Linked DNA regions of Mus musculus: region 1 is linked to region 2. The links are chromatin contacts, called in public Hi-C maps. All regions are on one chromosome and are shown on one strand. Each heading gives the region's core, a stretch centred on a gene start, on an enhancer-like site or on the middle of the called end of the contact. The rest is flanking DNA. Distances are from core to core; before and after follow the strand shown. Region 1 holds the start of Gpr39 (G protein-coupled receptor 39). Region 2 has its middle 47 kb from the start of Actr3.

Region 1 (4,429 bases), core at 489-2,988, 290 kb after region 2:
GCGTGGGTAAGCTAGCAAATCCTGAGTCTCCATGTGTTCTGTTTCAGTTCCTACCCTGACTTCCCTCCAAGACTGACCTAGGGAGTAAAAACCAAGTAAAAGCCCTTCACCTCAAGTTGCTTTGGCTAGGAGTTTGTTAACATAGCAACCCAAAGCAAGCTAAAACACACAGTGAAAAGGTGACTACAAACAATTCCCTTGTTTCCTTGTGCCCCAGAGCTACTGTTAAGTGTGTTACACCTGTGGTCTCTTGCTATACTTATTGAGCCTCAAAGTACTATTAACTTAAGTCCCAAGTTAGGGGACTTGAGTTAATAATATCTAGATACATTTACCCTGTACAACTGCAAACCAGCACCCTTCAGTGCACCTCCTTTCCTTCGCTGTCTCTGGGAATTGCCCTTCTCAGCTTCCTGTCTTTATGTATTTGAATTTTTCTTAAGATTTCACACAGAGTGGGGGATGTGGCTCAGTTGGTAGAGGGTTTGTCCAGCATTTGTGAAGCCCTAGGTCTCAATGTCTCACAAAGAGTGGTGTTAAATGCCTGAAATTCCAGCACTTGGAAGGGGGAGGCAGAAGGATCAGGAGTTCAAGATTTTACTGGCCTATATGGTGTTGGAAGCCAGCCTGTGTTACCTGAAACCATCTTTCAAAAAACAAGCAATAGACAACCAACCCAAAGAAGTAATTTTATGACCCAAGGGGACTCAGTTATCTTCTGTCTTTGAAGTGTTAACCCAGGTATGGTGATCCAGACAAGGAAAAGCTGTTGTCAGGATGGGTAGGGACTATACACAGTCTAATTCTTCAGGACAGTAGTGCTTGGCTTACAGTGACTTCCCCAAGTCCCCACTTAGCAATGTCTGCACACACGTTGACTGTTGGGTGCATATGTCCACTCACTTTCTTTCGATTTTCGATTCTAGAGTTACATGGAATTTCTACACTGAAAAGCTCAACCTGAGCATTAGAATCCCTCCACCCGTTTAAGAGGAGGGGTGTGTGTGTGTGAGGGGGGTGAGAGGGGTGAGGGGGGACGGGACCTCTTTGAGAGCCCATGAGCTCCTGCTGTGGTCCTCTAGCTTGTGGAAACAGCTTCCCTTGAAGGACTTGCTTCCCTAACCAGGTATCTAGAACACAGGCACCCCTTTCGCATCCACCTACATTCCCAGCCCCTGGGGAGAGAATGGCTTCGTGACACAACCACCAACTGCGGTATGGAGAGGCAGCGTGCACTATGCACATGAGGAGGCTTGGAGCCAAGCCAGACTTCAAAAATGGTCTTATTAGCCAGGTTGGGGATGACTTCCAGGTAGTAATTCATTGCAAATACCTGGGTATCTTATAACCTAGGCACTACTGGGAGCGCACTTGCAGAGTTTTCAGGGCAAGCCACAGCCCAACCAGTCTTGCAAGGCAGGGCATCTCAGATACAGGAGTTTATAGATGATTGCCTCTCTCCATGGCCGGGAGAGACCTCCGCCTTCCCAGGTGCCACACCTACTCGGTTTGCCGGTCCCAAGAAACCTCAAAGACTGGCCAGGAGAAGGCTGCAAGAGCGAGGGGGTGGGGAGGTGCTGTTCCTTTTCCTGCCACAATCTGTGTTGAGTCAGACCCTGAGGCTGGCTGGGCTGGTTCTGCTGCAGGCTGCTAAGCAGAATGGGCTGTGGTTAATGATTGACCCGTGTGAGACCTCTTCCCTTCCCTTCTGAAAGGCAGTCGGGGAGGCCAGTGCCAGGGACCTGGAAGGGAGAGGAGGATCCGCCGCCAGACAGAGTTCTGCGGCTCTTACTCAGAGTTGAGTAGGGAGGTCAGAGCCTCCTCCGGACTGGTCCCTCCTCACCCGGAGTGACTATCTCCAAACCCCACCGCCACCCACTGCGTCGCCAGGGATTCTAGGGTGAATTATTCCAGGAAGTTACAATGAGAGAGCCGAAAAACTAAGTCACTCCTGGCCAGCCAACCACAGTGACAGAAAAGTGTTGCGCCCACGCTGGTGAGTTGCGGGGCTTCTTTGGGAGGCCGAAGAAAGGGCAGTGGAGACATTTGGGGACCTGGTGGTCTGGGTCTCTCTTCCTCATGGCTTCATCCAGTGGCTCCAACCACATCTGCTCCCGTGTCATCGATCACAGCCATGTTCCTGAATTTGAGGTGGCCACTTGGATCAAAATCACCCTCATCTTGGTGTACCTGATCATCTTTGTGGTAGGCATCTTGGGCAACAGCGTCACCATCAGGGTTACGCAGGTATTGCAGAAGAAGGGCTATTTGCAGAAGGAGGTGACAGATCACATGGTCAGTTTGGCTTGTTCAGATATCTTGGTCTTTTTGATTGGCATGCCCATGGAGTTCTACAGCATCATTTGGAACCCCCTGACCACACCCAGCTATGCTCTGTCCTGTAAGCTCCACACGTTCCTCTTTGAGACGTGCAGCTACGCCACACTGCTGCACGTGCTGACCCTCAGCTTTGAGCGCTACATTGCCATTTGTCATCCCTTCAAGTATAAAGCAGTGTCTGGACCTCGCCAGGTGAAACTGCTGATTGGCTTTGTATGGGTCACCTCCGCCCTGGTGGCACTGCCTTTGCTCTTTGCCATGGGTATCGAGTACCCTCTGGTAAACGTACCCACTCACAAGGGACTCAACTGCAACCTCTCTCGCACCCGCCACCACGATGAACCTGGAAACTCCAATATGTCCATCTGCACGAACCTCTCCAACCGTTGGGAGGTCTTCCAGTCCAGCATCTTTGGGGCCTTTGCTGTTTACCTGGTGGTCCTGGCGTCTGTGGCTTTCATGTGTTGGAATATGATGAAAGTGCTAATGAAGAGCAAGCAGGGCACTCTTGCAGGGACCGGGCCACAGCTCCAGCTGAGGAAGTCAGAGAGTGAGGAGAGCCGGACAGCAAGAAGACAGACCATCATATTCCTGAGTGAGTCTAGGTCGCGGTGGGGAGAGGGGGCTGGGGGGAGGAGGGGGGACGTGGGCCTTCTGGCCCGAGAAGTGAAACCCGGAGTTCACTGAGGCTAAAAAGCAGCAGCTAAATAAAGGTCTTGGTGCTTATTGGGGGGCGGGGAGGGGGGGGCGGGGGAGATGTCTCTTCTTTGTGTTTAGGAAAAATGTGGCCTGTGACATTGAAAGGTCTGGTACATTATTCCTATGACTTCAGGCTATAAACAAAGTATCTTAGATAAAGATACTGGGTGATAAGAGGGACAAATGAAATCACCCAGGTCGAGTGAGAGTTCCTTTGGACAGGGACAAGTCCTTCAGAGATAAAGAGAGATACTGCTATCTTACTGGATCCTTAGGCCAGAGAGCCTTAACTCGGCAGGGAAATTTTGTCCGAATTTGTTTTTCTCCTCTTTGGAAGAAACTGGCTTCTCAGGGATACTTGCTCTTTAGACTGCTATTTCTAGCAGCTGTGATCTACAAGTCTAAAGAAACTGAGCTTTGATCTGCTCACTCTGAGATGTATGTGAGCACTCCCTGCTTAGATTTCTGCTGGGCCATGTACCTTCTTAGTACAGTGAGGCATAGCAGGGATTTCGGTTTATCTGATGAGCTGACCTCGACATTTCTCTACACCCCAACTTCTGATGGAAAGAGAGAAAGAGAGAGAGAAAGGAAGGGAGGGAGGGAGAGAGGGAGGGAGGGAGGGAGGGAGGGAGGGAGGGAGGGAGAGAGAGAGAGAGAGAGAGAGAGAGGCGTTTGCTTCCAAAACTTGGTGGTGATGCAAGTATTTGAAATTAAGGGTCTTCTCTGGGCTTAAGGGGATGAATTCTAGGGAACCAGTTATATATAAGACCCCAAAACCTTCAGAAGAGAGTCATGGGAAGTTGGAGATGGGGCTTGAATGGGAGAGTGCTCGCCTAGCATGCTGGAAGCCCCAAGTGCCTCCACCAGCACTACATGAACTTGGTGTGGTGTCCCATACTCGTAATCCTATCGTTTGAGAGGTAGAAGCAGGAATATCAGAAGTTTAAGGTCATAATTGGCTATATAGTGAATCTGAGGCTACCCTGGGTTCTATGATACCCTAAAACAAAACCAAATACAGAGCAAAACAAGAAATCCTGAATTAAGGGCTAGAGAGATGGCTCCACAGGAAAGAGAACTGCTCTTCCAGCAGACCCTGCTTGGAGTTCCAGCACCCTCGCCTAGTGGCTCAGAGCTACCTGTAACACTTCCAGCTCGGGGGCCATGACTGCCTCTTCTGGACAGCTTAGTCACCTGCCCCTGATATATACACATATGAATAATAATAAAAAAATTTTTAAAGGACAAACCAACCCAAACCAGAAGGGTTTTGTTACTGACCTCTGGGAGCCAGGGCTTTAACCCAGACATCTATAACACATGTCACCAAAGGCTGCTAAAAATATTTTTCAGCAAAAACAAGGAAAAAGTGATGTCATAGGTATGT
Region 2 (4,112 bases), core at 100-2,599:
TCTCTCCAACCGTGGTGCAACAGAACATCTTAAAGGTTTCCCTCAGTGGGTAACGGCATTGCCCCAAAGCCTGGTAACCTGCTAGGGTCGGGGCATGTGCGCCACAGTGCACATGTGGAGGTCATGTGGAGGTCAGAGGGCAGCCTGCAAGACAGTTAGCTTCTCCCAACTTTTGGGGGGTTTAAAGATTGACTCTAAGTCCTCAAGTTTGCTCAACATGGGACTTTACCTGCTGAGACATCTTGCTGGTATTACTTGTTTGTTTGTTTTTTAAACAAGATCTCTCGTTGAATCTGGAGTTCCCTGGCTGCACTGGCTGACCAGCAGACCTTTGGGGTCATCCTGTCTATGTCTCCCCCAAACTGGGGTTACAAGCAGGCATTGCAGTGCCCAGCTTTAACAGCTGTGCGAAGAGCAAAGTGGGGTCTTCATACTCGCAATGGCAAGCACTTTCCCTACTGAGCCAGCATTGGAAACATTGCTAATTGATAACTGATGGTTTCCTTCGCACTGAAAACCAAATGTAAACACGTGGAAGTCTGAAAGACAAATTAAGTCAGGATGAATGATGGCACATTCACTTCCGAACATTTTCAACTGCAGATGCCACGCTGTGTCTCCTTGGGGTGTAATCTGATGGCTTACAACCCCCTGTAGTTCATCTATGAGGATGCTACCCATGGAGACTCATAAGCACTTAGCACATATCAGAATGAACACATCTATCCATTGACATTCAGGTGACTGCAGACGGCGGAACTATAGCGAGCTTGGATTGTACAGGGCCTCATTGCCTAAGGGTAATGTGTGTTTTACCAGAGGTGGGATTTCGATGAAAAGGGTACCACACACCATCTGTTACCATCCAAGCTTGGAGACAGTTCCAGGGACATAACTGAAGCAAATGCTTCTTGGGGCCAATGTAGGAAGTATTGATTCAACCCCTGTCTGCCCTATGCCCAACGCTGGCCAAGACCTAGATAAAAATTAAGTGGCAGGTAGTCTTTTGCAGGAGAAAAGTGTCTACACACAAAACCTGTCAAAGTGGAAAATAGGATAGGGAAAGCAAATGGGTGTGTGCATGTGTGTTATGCTACAAATATACACACCAGTGTATTTAATGCTAAATTCAGAATTGCCAAAATAGGAAAAAAAAAAAAAGAAACACTTGTTCATTGATCTTACATGTGCAATTATCAAATACTTTTTAAAAATAGTGGCTAGTAACTCGAATGACTTCAAGTATTTCTGCAGGTTTAGTTAAGGGACTGGAGAGATAACTCAGCAATGACGAGTTCCTCCAGCTCTTTTAGTGGGGGTGAGAGGCTGAACCTAATTACAAGTAACAATGTTTCAATGGCATCAAAGCCAGTACATGACACCCAGGAAACTCAAGGTTAGAGCTGCCACTCCCTATGCTAGATGAAGGCCGGGTGCTTCCCCAAGTGGAATTAACATTTTACCAGGCTTACACTAGGAATTCACGCAGCAGAGTCATTCCTTATACAAAGGTGAATTTTCTTTTAATTATTTTTTTTAATTGTGTATTGCATGTGTGGACAACTCTGGGGGCTTAGTTCTCCCCTTCTGCCTGGTTATCAGGGAGGGTCTCTTGAAGGTGTAGCTATGCCACTTCCTCCAGGCTGGCTGACCTATGCTCTGCTCCTGTCTTGATGAGGGCAGCAGAGTGGACAAGACACACACCCCACAAGCAGTTGCTTGTTGTCAGCGTGGGTTCTGGAAATCAGACCAAGAAATTCGCACACACAAGCTCTTAACCACTGAGCCTTCTCTTCAGCCAAAAATCACAAGGGTGATTTTTTTTCCCCCAAAGGAAAAAAGACAGCTATACATGTGGCTTTCTCTGTAAACCCCATTTATGGAAAAGAACACTTTCAAACCAGCATCCTTCCAATTTTGTCTTTGTGTGGATGGGGAAAATGAGGGTCTTTTCTGTCTGGTCCTAGTCTAAGCATATGGTTTTTGTTTTGTTTTGTTTATTTCCTGCTCAATATTTTTTATTGCTTAAGTGTGTATTCAAACATGTCAGCTTTAACATGTCAGCATTAAACAATCACAGTCTTTATAGAGAAGAGAAAGTAAGTGTTGGGAGGGAGCACTGTGCTTAACCCGCAATGCCCCCTCGAGCAAAGGCCCTTTGTATCTCAGAACAAACAAAACGTTTTACTATTAACACACTGCAAGGGGTTGTTTGTGTTGGTCTGGAGGGGTCTAAACCAAAATGGAGAGCACAAGAGACAGCTATTCACAGAACTCAGGCTAGAATGTGTAGTTCATAATTCTGCGTAGAATCGGATTTTGTGAGCATAGTATATAGTACTTACAAAATTTAGATGAAAACATTCTTCTAAAAATTATGTGTATGTTTGAGCCACAGTGTACATGAGGTCAGAGGACCACTTACACGAGTTGGTTGTCTTCTTCAAACCAGGGCTTAAAATCTAGGTCACCAGGCTGGACACCAAGAGCCTCCACTAGCTGAGCCATCTCGATAGTCCTAAATAGAGAGTGTGCCTGAGGTGCAGAGATGGCTCAGCAGTTACAATGCACAGGTCCTGAGCACCATAGCATACACCTTAAAACCACCTTTAACACCAGCCACAGGGGCTTTGACACCTCCTCTGGCTTTCATGGGCGCGCGCGCTCTCTCTCTCTCTCCTCACACACACACACACACACACACACACACACAGAGTATATATACATGTATACATAAGCACACAATCTCTCTCCCCCCCCCCCGTCTCTCTCTCTCTCTCTCTCTGTTTCTCTCTCTCTCTCTCTCTCTCTCTCTCTCTAACACACAGGGTTTCTTTGTATAGCCCTGGCTGTTCTGGAACTCACTGTCGACCAGGCTGACCATTTCTGACTCAGAAATCCGCCTGCCTCTGCCTCCCAAGTGCTGGGATTAAAGGCGTGCGCCACCACTGCCAGGCTTGGGAGAACATTCTTAACAATCTTTAAGTTGCAGATGGAAAAATCACATTGCTTTGTTCACTATCATATGTCCAGCAACTGGAAAAGTGTTTGTTACCTTAGACATTCCAAATGATAACCAATAAATCTCACTGTGTAACATGATAAGAACCTTAAGAACACTTCCATTTTCACTGAAATTATATACCCTTCAGATAAGAGGAGACAATATTCGGGTAACTAAGTTTACTTACTTTTGGTTTGCAGCACAGAGAACAGCAGTGGCAGGCAGATGAGAGGACTAAGCTCAGTAGCTGGCAGAAGGGGATGACTAAGCTCAGCAGCTGGCAGAAGGGGGTGACTAAGTTCAGCAGCTGGCAGAAGGGGGTGACTAAGCTCAGCAGCTGGCAGGAGGGGGTGACTAAGCTCAGCAGCTGGCAGAAGGGGGTGACTAAGCTCAGCAGCTGGCAGAAGGGGGTGACTAAGCTCAGTAGCTGGTAGAAGGGGATGACTAACCTCAGCAGCTGGCAGAAGGGGGTGACTAAGTTCAGCAGCTGGCAGAAGGGGGTGACTAAGCTCAGTAGCTGGTAGAAGGGGATGACTAACCTCAGCAGCTGGCAGAAGGGAATGACTAAGCTCAGCAGCTGGCAGAAGGGGATGACTAACCTCAGCAGCTGGCAGAAGGGGATGACTACCCTCAGCAGCTGGCAGAAGGGGATGACTAACCTCAGCAGCTGGCAGAACGGGGTGACTAAGTTCAGCAGCTGGCAGGAGAGACTACCCTCAGCAGCTGGCAGGAGGGACTAAGCCCAGCAGCTGGCAAAGGCAGGGGAGGGGACTAAGCTCAGCATCTGGCAGGAGAGACTAACCTCAGCATCTGGCAGAACGGGGTGACTAAGCTCAGCAGCTGGCAGAAGGGAATGACTAAGCTCAGCAGCTGGCAGAAGGGAATGACTAAGCTCAGCAGCTGGCAGAAGGGGATGACTAACCTCAGCAGCTGGCAGAAGGGGATGACTAACCTCAGCAGCTGGCAGAACGGGGTGACTAAGTTCAGCAGCTGGCAGGAGAGACTACCCTCAGCAGCTGGCAGGAGGGACTAAGCCCAGCAGCTGGCAAAGGCAGGGGAGGGGACTAAGCTCAGCAGCTGGCAGGAGAGACTAACCTCAGTAGCTGGC

What was found. A called contact is a pair of places that touch in the nucleus more often than the background predicts.
Region 1: a Hi-C map of Sertoli cells shows a contact between it and region 2, with 4 times the contacts expected there. The contact joins the promoter of Gpr39 here to the enhancer-like site in region 2. A contact is called at or near these places in 7 of 39 promoter capture datasets (the C10 cell line, the HPC-7 cell line, embryonic stem cells and 3 more), 7 of 484 Hi-C or Micro-C datasets (the Ba/F3 cell line, the HPC-7 cell line, Sertoli cells and 3 more) and 3 of 9 other capture datasets (embryonic stem cells, liver and pancreatic islet).

The regions. Positions count from the first base shown.
Region 1 is chr1:125,675,258-125,679,686 of GRCm38.p6, forward strand. Gpr39 (G protein-coupled receptor 39) reads left to right here and starts at 1,739. Exons shown (of 2, transcript NM_027677.2): 1 at 1,739-2,935. The coding sequence starts at 2,080.
Region 2 is chr1:125,386,487-125,390,598 of GRCm38.p6, forward strand. No RefSeq gene overlaps it. Among named protein-coding and RNA genes, the nearest start is that of Actr3, 47 kb to the right of the region's middle. Within about 2 kb of position 1,350, at least 14 of the 459 cell types and tissues checked have an H3K27ac peak or open chromatin away from gene starts, as enhancers often do. A contact at or near this core is called in Sertoli cells, where this site is marked.